Linked DNA regions of Zea mays: region 1 is linked to region 2. A link is a contact called in public Hi-C data. All regions are on one chromosome and are shown on one strand. The core of a region is the stretch at or near the end of the contact, and the rest is flanking DNA. Distances in the headings are between cores, read along the strand shown.

Region 1 (5,450 bases), core at 785-3,284, 140 kb before region 2:
TTTAGCAGCCATATCTGCAACTTTCTGTTTTGCAGCCTTCGTTTCAGGCAGATCATGACCAGAACCATTTCCAGGAATGTACAGGTCAAAGGAGTCTTTTTCCATGTTATTTATTTCAGCTGGAACACGAACGTATGATTTTGTTCCAGCATCTTCTTTATTGTGAACCACACCACTGATAAAAAGCTTCACTTTCGTACTTTTACTTTCTTCATCCATATCTTCTTCTGGAACATCCTCCTCCTGCTCAAGTTCCTCAGTGGTTGGCTCTTCCAATGAGCCTTCTGGAGTACTCTTCACATCGTCTTGCACTGATTCTTCGGACGAATTTGCAGCCAATTCAGTTTCCTCAGACACATCAACATTTATCACCTGAACTTTGAATTCAGGAATTCGAGACTTAAAAAAATTCAAAAGACTTTTAAATCCATCAACACTAGTATCCTTGCTGCTACCAACATCTTGCTCTTTCTCTTCAGCATCCCCATTTCCTTTTACTGGAGTATCTATATTTGCCTCCTCTGTAATACTATCAGATATAGCACTACTTTCTGGTGTCTCTACCGTTGCTGGGCTTTCTGTTATTGCTGATGATATGGATGATGCACCTAAAGTTCCTTTTGTTGGTCGCAAGTGTACTACCTGTCTAATTTTTCATAAGTACAAATATCAAATCTGTGCACAACAGAGGTTTCCTTCTACTTTTCTTAACTGTTTAAATATTATGATAAAGATGAAATCACTTTGATCAGTGCACCTTCATTGTATATGTCTTGTCATCTTCTCTGACAAGGAAAATTTCAAACAATGGGGTCCCTGAAGATGCAGTGACCAATTGCCTGCATAAAAACAAGTGTTTGGTAAGATGGAACTGTGCAATATATAGACACTTGTCTGATGTGGACTTTTAAGATTAAGTTACAAACTTAGTGAGACGCACCTCGGGCTGTAGCTTTTGGCCACATATCTGCCAACACCAGGGCTTATTCGTACAATTCTCCCAATGGAATCATCAATGCCCTTAGCATATCCCACCCACCAACCTACCTGAAATGGAAATGGTTGGAAGCCAGAGCTTTTCCTTATGAAAATGGATGGTTTTGGCACTATCATCTATCATGGGTCGTCTTTTTTATTAGGTTCATTACCATGTTGGCACAAGATTAGCGATTCGCCACATGAATAGTTTGGTTAGTTAGGATGGGATGTGCAATGTGTGACTTTAAAAGACAAATAATTCTGTCCCTGAATGCATATGACAGAATCAAAAGGTACAGGAAAAAAAAGTAATCAGTGATGTATTGGTAATTACCAAGCTGGTCCCAGCAAGCCTTGTCAACCTCGAGGCGTCCTGGTACCGCTGCTCCTCTATAGCACTCTGCGCTAATTTACAAGGACAAGAGCAACCAGATGAAACAATGCTGTAGTTAGAAAATCGGTAAACGGAACAGAATGTGAGGCAGCACAAAGCAGTTCCGGACCTTGAGTTCGGCCATGACGTGGGCTACGGCGTCGTTTCCTGTGGCCGCTATGATATCCCTCTTGAGCTTGGCGGCCTCCGCGAAATCCTCGTTCTCCACCGCCTCCTCCAGCTGGAACTGCGCGGTCGGAGAGGAAAGAGCGATCATCAGATTGCTTCGATTAGAAGTTACAGGATGATGAAATGGCGATTACCTGGAGGAGGGATGCGTAGCTCTCGGCCTGGTCGACCTCGTCGAAGTGGCGGCTCCATCGGGTCCAGTCCCAGGTGGAGGGCGACGATGCCGAGGATGAGGAGGAGGCGCAGAAGCAGCAGCCGGCGGAGCGGCGGGCGGGGATGGCCGATGGCGGGCGCGCGGCAGAGGGCGGCGAGCGGCGTGTCGGAACCGTGTTGAGCGGGCGCGCCGCCGCCGGCGTGGCGCACGCGGGGGACATGGCGCTGGGTGGGTCGGATCGGGGGGCCGGGCGTGGGGCACAGCGGGCAGAGGGCTGGAAGCCTGGAAGGCACGCGATTCAGATAAGGAGGACGGCGGCCTGATTGGAAAGTGCCGAGCGAGGGACGGGGTGGGACCATGCGTTGTTGGTGTGTTGTTGTTATGTGCAGACTTGCAGTACACTTCAGCATTCCTTTCGGCTAATCTCAAAGATCGAAAAAAAATCATATTCAGAAGTAGTATAATTGTTTCCCTTCAACTTTATAGAAAGGAAAAATAATAACGAATCATTCCTCCTTGGCAGCTACGGCATGAAACAACAATGATGCAGTTTTTTCTTCTTCACTTTATCCGCCATTTCACTTTATCCGCCATTGTATTGATCAACTCAGGACAGCATGTCGTAGGTTTCACGTTTCCAAGAAAAAAAGTCAAGCTTATATAAAAAAAAGGTCAAGCTTATATAAAAAAAAGGGTCAAACTCCAGTGTCACTACTACTATAACGTAGGAGCTAGAGTTTCTCTCGTTGAATGAGATCGCAAGAAACAAACTACTGTCCCCTAATCACTACGCCATTTGTTCATTTGTACTATATAAAGAATATATACTATAAATATATATACTAATAATTCTAAAATAAAAATCATTGCCAGATCGAACCAACACTACATATCGAACACTACATATCGAGAAGGCGACTCAGGCACGGCACATATTTACTTTAAATTGAATCGGGCCGGGCGGGACACTATTAAATAGGTCGTATCTTAGGTCAACCCACTAAGCACATCCTATTTGGTAAGCTATAGTCCAATACCTCCTCCCTCATTGTCCCTAATCTCACGAGCGTGAAAAAAAAACGAGAAAGAAAAATCTATCTTGTTTGACCTCACACCACATATCTCGTCATTTGCACTCAACTAATCTATAAGTTTGAATCATGTTTGAATAACTATCTCATTTAAGCAATGTCTTCATATCTATACTTTTTAATCTATTAAGAAACTAATGTAGGCACCTGGTGCTAATACGGCTTCACCATCCGTGCTGACACTTTAGACCCGCCCCGCCTCGAGGGCCGTGCCCTATGCCCACGCAGCGCTCTCTCAGCTACTGTCATGTGGACCCAGCACCCGCACGGCCAACTACTGCGTCTGCCCAGCACCTGATCTCGCCTGCTCAACTAACACCATACCACATGTACTTTAATGTTTAGAAATAAACAATAATTATATAAAAAAATAGTGCATGATTATATTTGAGTAAATATAAATATATCAATACATGTTTATATGATATATAAAAACTGTAGCAAAGCACGGTCAACTAGCTAGTACGAAATATAAAATCATACCGATGCCTAGGCAACTACTAGTATTTTATTGAAGTGGAATGAAACCTTACTGTCCATTTTATTTAGTATAGTTTGAAATCATAGTCGATAACTCGATGTACCATTTAGCAAGCGCCAACTGATTTAATAATATGAAAAACCTTTCTAAGGAACTATAATTTGATCAGAGTAGGAAACATACTTTTCAGTTTTGAATTATAAAACTTTGAAAGGAAATGCTTATTTATAGGAGTAGAAAACATACTTTCTTAAATTATAAAACTTTCAAAGGAAATGTCTATTTATAGGAGCTCAAGTTATGTATGTCAACGTTTGTGCCTGTATTGTAATTGGTAAAAAAAAATATATGGGAGAAAATTGTTGAAATTTTGTAGCAAATAACATGTCTACCAAAGATGGTCAATACTAAAGAAAATAAATAATGTAAGAATACAACTAATAAAATCTCACACAATTTTCCAAAAGTTGCTACATATAAAATTCTACTTATTTCATTTTAAATTATAAGACGTTTTCAGAGTCCCTAGATATGGTACCCAAGACGCTACAAACAAATGCCTACGTTGGAAGACTGGCTATAACCCCCACTTATAAGGTGGTTTAAGGTGACAAAACACCTCTGAAAAAATAGAGGTATAATTAGCTGAGGCTCCCACCATGCGGTACCCCCAAAGGGACCCAACGTCACTTGGGCCATCAAAGAAGCACCCTTTCACAAACAACATTCACTAGCCAGAAGGGCTCCGTGAGTAACATGTGGCCCTTACCTAATTCCTGAGATCCGAGAGTGCCACATATACATAAACGACTGCAAAGGGCTCTAGACCCCTCTAGCGGGGACCTAGGTCCACTCCTGTAAATATTGAACAGGGCAAAGGGCCCTCAGGCACTAAAGCACTGAAGGCTCTAGTCTAGAAGGGGTCTGGGCACACCACATGTCCTCTGGAACACTGCAAGGACTGAAAGGGAAATGACCTCAACCATCTCCTATAATCGATTTTGGTGTTTGACGACCATCACAAAACTTATGGACTAACTAGTTTGCCTAGTTGATTTTTTTCTCAAGTGCATAAAGTCCACATATATCTGTAAGGAAAATGGACCCTTGGACCATTTCTATAAATATGGGGCGAATCAGACTTGCACCAGCCTGCGGTGCACCGGACAGTGTCCGGTGCCCAGGCTGGCGCGCCCGACGAACAAGCCGCTCTCGGGAAAAACTCAGCGCTCCGCGGCTAAAATTCATCGGACTGTCCGGTGTGCACCGGACTGTCCGGTGAGATCATAGCCAACGGTCGACTTCACCATAGGGGGCAACGGTCGACTGCCATCGTGGTCAGAAGGTCAGAAATGGTCTGAGGAACTCAGCGTGGCCAGGGCACCGGTCGGATCCAATGGTCGACTGATACAGACCCCAACAGTCGGCTGGCGTGGCAGGCACCGGACAGTGAACAGTGCCCTGTTCGATGTGCACCGGACTGTCCGATGCGCCCGTCGATAGAAAACTGCTGCTTTCTGTCCAACGACTATAATTGTGGTGGGGACTATAAATACACCCCCAACCACCTCCATTCAACAGACCCAAGCATTCAATACATCCACATTCAATACAAGAGTAAGGAATTCATTCCAAGACACATTCAAAGCTTCCAATCCTCTCTAGTGCCACAATTAAGACAAGTGATTAGTGACTTGAGAGAGTGTGATTTGTGTTTCATTTGTTGCTCTTGTTGCTTGGCTTTTTAATCGTGCTTTCTTCATCTCCTTCTAAAGTCTCTAAGTGACTTATAAAACTAGCAAGAGACACCTAAGTGTGTGGTGATCCTTGCGGGGTCTTTGTGATCCGTGAGATTAAGAAGAAGCACTCAATCGGTCTAGGTGATCGATTGAGAGAGGGAAAGGGTTGAAAAAGACTCGGCCTTCGTGGCCTCCTCAATGGGGAGTATGTTCATTGGAACCGAACCACGGGAAACAAATCGTTGTGTTCATTTGTGTTGATCATTAACTTGATTTGATTCTCCCTCTCCTCTCTCTCTAAAAGTTCTCTTGCTCACAATCCTTTGAGTTAGCTCCCAAAGTTATCTGCATTGATTGAGCAACTCATAGAAAGAAGAACTATCTTCTACACTCCGTATTCATTATTATTTGTTTCCAAACCTAACCCCGGGGTGAAGTTCGTGTT
Region 2 (5,700 bases), core at 3,146-5,645:
GCCTCCCGTCCCCCGGCGTCGGCTCTCCTGACTGCGCCACCCTACGACATGCCTCCCACGCCTCCCTACGGCGTGCCTGCATTGCCCCCGGGGACCCCCATGACGACTTGGTCCCCGCTGTCTGGAGGCTGGGACAACACCTCCCTCGCCGCCGCTTTCAGCACCATGGCGATGACCCCTCCTTCCTCCGACTGGGTGATCGACTCTGGTGCCTCCTACCACACCACTCCCACTACAGGCACGCTCTCCCGCTCCCATCCCCCCCATCCCTCTCATCCTTCATCGATCGTTGTTGGGAACGGTTCCACTCTGCCCGTCACCTCAGTAGGTGCCTCGGATCTCCCTGGACCATTCTATCTCAACGACGTTCTCGTAGCCCCCCACATCACTCATAATCTCCTCTCTGTTCGTCGTTTCACCACTGACAACTCCTGTTCCATCGAGTTTGACCCCTCTGGTTTTTCTGTGAAGGATCTGGCCACCAGGACTCCCCTCGCCCGCTGTGACAGCTCGGGGCCCCTCTACACGCTCCGGCCCTCCACCTCCGGCGCGTCTCCGCCTCCTGCCCTGGTCTCCACCACCTCCTCCACCACTTGGCATCGTCGTCTCGGACATCCAGGACCTGACGTCATGACCAAGATTACCAGTAGCCTAGATCCTTCATGTAGTAGGGGACATTTTGAGGGTCTATGTCATGCTTGTCAGTTAGGCCGGCATACTCGTCTCCCATTCACCACTTCCTCTTCTCGGGCTGAGCAGGCTTTTGACCTGGTTCATTGTGATCTCTGGACCTCTCCTGTACTCAGTCTTTCTAGTTATAAATACTATTTGGTGATTTTGGATGACTTTTCCCATTTTCTTTGGACTTTTCCTCTTAGATTGAAGTCCGACACGTTCACCACCCTCACACACTTCTTCGCCTGGGTCTCCACCCAGTTTCACCGCCCGGTCCGTGCCCTGCAGTGTGACAACGGCCGCGAGTTCGACAATCATGCCTCCCGCTCTTTCTTTCTCACTCATGGCGTCCAGTTGCGTCTCTCGTGCCCTTACACCTCTGCCCAAAACGGTCGGGCCGAACGCATGATTCGCACCACCACCAATATGATCCGCTGTCTTCTCTTCCAGGCGTCTTTCCCTGCCAGCTACTGGGCAGAGGCCCTGCACACCGCCACCCACCTTCTCAACCGTCTTCCCTCCAAGGCGGTGAGCCACCCTACTCCCTACTTCGCACTGTACGGCACAACCCCCACCTACGACCATCTTCGCGTGTTCGGCTGTGCCTGCTACCCTAACACTTCTGCTACTGCCCCTCATAAGCTCTCTCCTCGCTCCACCCGCTGCCTCTTCCTTGGCTATTCATCTGACCACAAGGGGTATCGGTGTCTGGACCTCGCCTCCCACCGCATCATAATCTCTCGTCACGTCGTCTTCGACGAGGATGTGTTTCCCCTTGCTGGCCCCTCCCCACCCACCGATCTCGACACTCTCCTCGAGTCCGATCCGGTCTCCCCCTCCTCCCAGGCGCCCCGTCTTGCGCCGTTACCCGCACCCCATGCGGCCTCGGCGCCGCGGCTCGCGCCTATTTCCGCGCCACGCACGGCCCCGTCGGTCACGCTTGCGCCACGTGCGGCCCCGCCGACCACGCCTGCGCCACGCGCGGCCCCGTCGACCACGCCTGCGCCACGCGCGGCCCCGTCGACCACGCCTGCGAAACGCGCGGCCCCGCCGACCCCTCCCGCACCATGCGCGGCCCTGTCGACGCCCACGGCTCGCTTCGCCGACGCCGCGCTCGTCTACCGCCGCCGCCACGTCACTACCTCGGCACCTGTCGACCCGGGCCCGTCGACGAGCCCGGTGCGCTTCGCCGACCCCGCCGTCGTCTATCACCGCCGCGAGTCGGCCACGCCCGCGGCCCCCGACGTCCAGGCTGACCGCCCCGAGCCATCGGTGTACCACCCGGTCGCCATCCACCGTGACCCCGGGCACGTCCACCCGATGGTGACCCGGCGTGCCGCCGGCATTCTTCGACCTGTCGACCGGCTGATCTTGGCAGCTGATACGACTACCACTCCACCGGACGCCTCCCCGGTCCCCTCCTCCGTTCGTACCGCTCTCGCCGACCCACACTGGCGACGCGCTATGGAGGAGTACGCGGCCCTCCTGGCCAACCACACCTGGGACCTGGTGCCGTGTCCACCAGGCACCAACGTGGTCACCGGCAAGTGGCTATTTCGCCACAAGCTTACCTCGGACGGCTCCCTCGACCGCTACAAGGCCCGTTGGGTCCTTCGAGGCTTCACCCAACGCCCCGGAGTGGACTACGACGAGACCTTCAGCCCCGTCGTCAAGTTCGCCACTGTTCGCACCGTCCTCTCCCTCGCCCTCTCCCGGGACTGGGCGATCCATCAGCTCGACGTCAAGAATGCCTTCCTCCACGACACTCTGACGGAGACTGTCTAGTGCAGCCAGCCCACCGGCTTCGTCGACGAAGCTCGTCCGGACCTGGTCTGCCGGCTGAACCGCTCCCTCTACGGCCTCAAGCAGGCGCCGCGGGCCTGGTACAATCGCTTCGCTTCCTACTTGGCCTACATCGGCTTCGTCGAGGCCAAGTCGGACACGTCCCTCTTCATCTACCGTCGCGGCGACGACACCGTCTTCCTTCTGCTCTACGTCGACGACATTGTGCTCACGGCATCCACCGCCGACCTTCTACAGCGCACGATCGTTGCCCTGCAGCGGGAGTTCGCGATGAAGGACCTGGGCCCCCTCCACCACTTCCTCGGCATCACCGCCGAGTGCCGGCCCCAGGGTCTCTTCCTCCATCAGCGCCAGTACGCCATCGACATACTGGAGCGGGCTGGCATGTCCGACTGCAAGCCCTGCTCCACGCCTGTCGACACTCAGGCGAAGCTCTCAGAGGACGACGGGCCCCCGGTCGCCGATGCGACGTCCTACCGGAGCCTGACCGGCGCGCTCCAGTACCTCACCTTCTCCAGACCTGACATCGCCTACGCCGTTCAGCAGGTGTGCCTGCATATGCACACCCCGCGGGAGCCTCATCTCACCGCTCTCAAGCGGATCCTGCGCTACCTCCGCGGCTCCCTCGACTATGGCCTCCTACTCCGACCATCCCCGACGTCGGAACTCGTGGTCTACACCGACGCCGACTGGGCTGGCTGTCCAGACACGCGTCGATCCACCTCCGGTTACGCCGTGTTCCTGGGCGCCAACCTCGTCTCCTGGGCCGCCAAGCGGCAGCCCGTCGTCTCTCGCTCCAGTGCTGAGGCCGAATACCGCGCTGTGGCCAACGGCGTGGCAGAGGCCTCCTGGATGCGACAGCTCCTCCATGAGCTCCACAGTCCCCTCCAGCGCGCCACCCTCGTCTACTGCGACAACGTCAGCGCGGTCTACCTCTCCACCAATCCCGTGCAGCATCAACGCACGAAGCACGTGGAGATCGACCTACACTTCGTCCGGGAGCGTGTCGCCGCCGGTGACGTTCGGGTTCTCAGCGTCCCCACCACGCTGCAGTTCGCCGACATCTTCACCAAGGGGTTACCGTCGAGTGTATTTTTAGACTTTCGCTCCAGTCTCAACATCTGTACAGGATAGAGTTGCGACTGCGGGGGGGGGGGGGGGTGTTAGAATTGTACCCCTGTATTTGTAATGGGCCAGGCCCAACTCAGTCTATTAATATACAAGCCCACCCTAGTGTAGGGTTAGGGTTTCTGTTATTCCAATAATATATATATATATATATATATAGACCTAGGAACCCTAACCCTAATGGACCGGTGGCCCAACAGTGGTGCCGACCCACATACATATAGAACACACACTGTCTAACACCCTCCTCAGTCGCAATGGGGGCACCGCACACGATGAGACTAGAGTAGAAGCTGAAGGTAGGAGCCGACAAGGTGAAATCCCGCCGCAGTCGCAGCGTCGTGACTCGTGAGGGTGTGAATGTTGCGGCTAGAGTAGAGACCGGTGTGCACTCCATGTAGATGATATCCCCTAAATGTCGAGGTAGCTGAAGTCGAGGTGTTGCACATCCTCGTTCTTCGAGGGGGGGTCGAAGTTCGAGCGTTAACGGTCGGCGGGGCGACATAGGCAGCAGCAGCCTCAGGGCCTTCTTGCTTCTTTTCACGCCTGGTCGTCGAGGAGCCTTGCCAGGGAGGTCGGCGGCAGCGCATGGGTCTGCGCCGGTTAGGGTGGCTGCGCCCGGGGTAGAATAGGAGGGGTATCGGCGGATCCGGACGGGAAGGCTACGACAGCGACGGGTCCAGCCATGAAGACGGCGATTCGGCCAAGGGGACGTCAGATCCACCCGGAAAAGGCCACAACAACGGTGGATCCGGCTGGGAAGGCCACGACAATGATGGATCCAATGATGGCGGCGATGAAGAAGGGAGAGGGTGACTGGGCGGGTCCAGCCAGGCAGGGGCCTGCGCCGGGCCTAGCAGGGGGGTTTGACGCCAGCGACAGGAGAGGCGCGAAGAAGAGGGAGATGCTGCTGGGGCGTCGGTGCGGGCAGGGAAGAAGGAGCACGATGGCCAGCGCCGCGCCGAGGAGAGCACGACGGCTAGGGCACCGCCGGTCAGAGCAAGCGCAACAGGCACGACCCGGTGGCGGGGGCGCTAGATCTAGGGCGCGGAAGAGAGAGGCCACGAGGGCCATGGACGACGACGCGGCGACAAAGAAGAGGAGGTGGGGCTGCAGCGGCGGTGCTGGCCGGAGGAGTGGCCGCCGCGCCAGGCTGGGGACGGACGACAAAGGGGAGGACGGCGACGTCTGGGCTGGACTTGAGGTGGACGACGCGGGCGCCAGACCTGGGGGTGGTGGACACGCCGCCGGGGAAGGAAGGGGAGGCTCGCTGGCCTAGGATGGGAGGTGCCGCCCCCGGGAGGGAAGGATGAGCCTCCTGGGGACGGCGGCGCATAAGTAAGTGGCAGCTGGATGTGTGCGGCGGCTGTGGGGTTGAGGGAAGAAAGATCTAGCCGATACCATGTAAGAGAATGGACTGCTTTAGATGATAGCGCCTAAATGGTAAGGTAGCTGAAGTCGAGGTGTTGGCGTGTTGCACATCCTCGTTCTTCAGGGGTTGACGTTCGAGCGTCAACGGTCGACGGGGCGACACAGACAACAGCAGCCTCAGGGCCTTCTGATCCAAGCTCTCTTTTGTAGCCTATAAGCTGTCCAAACTCTTCCATGGGCAATCAACCAAAGGAAAAAAAAATCTACACTTAGGGGGAGCCCAAGTTTTCCAAATTCTCTCAAAGGGTTCAAAGGCTGTCGAACCAAGGAAGAACCCCCTCATAAGCTGCCTTCGTGGAATATTTGCCATTAGATGACAATCTGAAAAAAATGAGAATCAGCAGTGCCCGGCCGAAGCTGAATAGTGCTAACAATATCCCAAAGGGTAAAAAAAAAATCAACAAATTCACCTACAGTAAGAGCTCCCTGAATATCTGAAACCCAACTATGATTGGAGAGGGCGCCGAGAACTGTTCGCTTGGTGACCCGTCGCTTAGGGATAGTGGCAAACAATCTCGGTATGTGGTCCTAGGTCTTTCTGTGATAGGTTTAGTTTGGTATGAAAAGTTAAGAAATATTAGGGGTCAAGCCCTCACAGTCCAAACATAGCACCCCCTAGTGAACACTTCTACATGAAAGTAGGATGAAGTGAAAGATAAAGAG

What was found. A called contact is a pair of places that touch in the nucleus more often than the background predicts.
Region 1: a Hi-C map of leaf mesophyll shows a contact between it and region 2, with 3 times the contacts expected there. The contact joins the promoter of LOC100501252 here to the enhancer-like site in region 2. A contact is called at or near these places in 5 of 25 Hi-C or Micro-C datasets (endosperm, leaf, leaf mesophyll and 1 more) and 1 of 3 datasets of contacts at active chromatin or transcription factors (seedling).

Annotation. Positions count from the first base shown.
Region 1 is chr3:30,079,266-30,084,715 of Zm-B73-REFERENCE-NAM-5.0, reverse strand. It overlaps LOC100501252 (Protein EXECUTER 2 chloroplastic), which reads right to left and starts at 2,034. Exons shown (of 11, transcript NM_001196022.1): 1 at 1,675-2,034; 2 at 1,482-1,598; 3 at 1,313-1,378; 4 at 941-1,047; 5 at 758-839; 6 at 1-642. The coding sequence starts at 1,914.
Region 2 is chr3:29,942,441-29,948,140 of Zm-B73-REFERENCE-NAM-5.0, reverse strand. The region is part of intron 7 of LOC100304403; the gene reads left to right. Among protein-coding and RNA genes, the nearest start is that of LOC100304403, 16 kb to the left of the region's middle. Within about 2 kb of position 4,395, at least 1 of the 20 cell types and tissues checked has an H3K27ac peak or open chromatin away from gene starts, as enhancers often do. A contact at or near this core is called in leaf mesophyll, where this site is marked.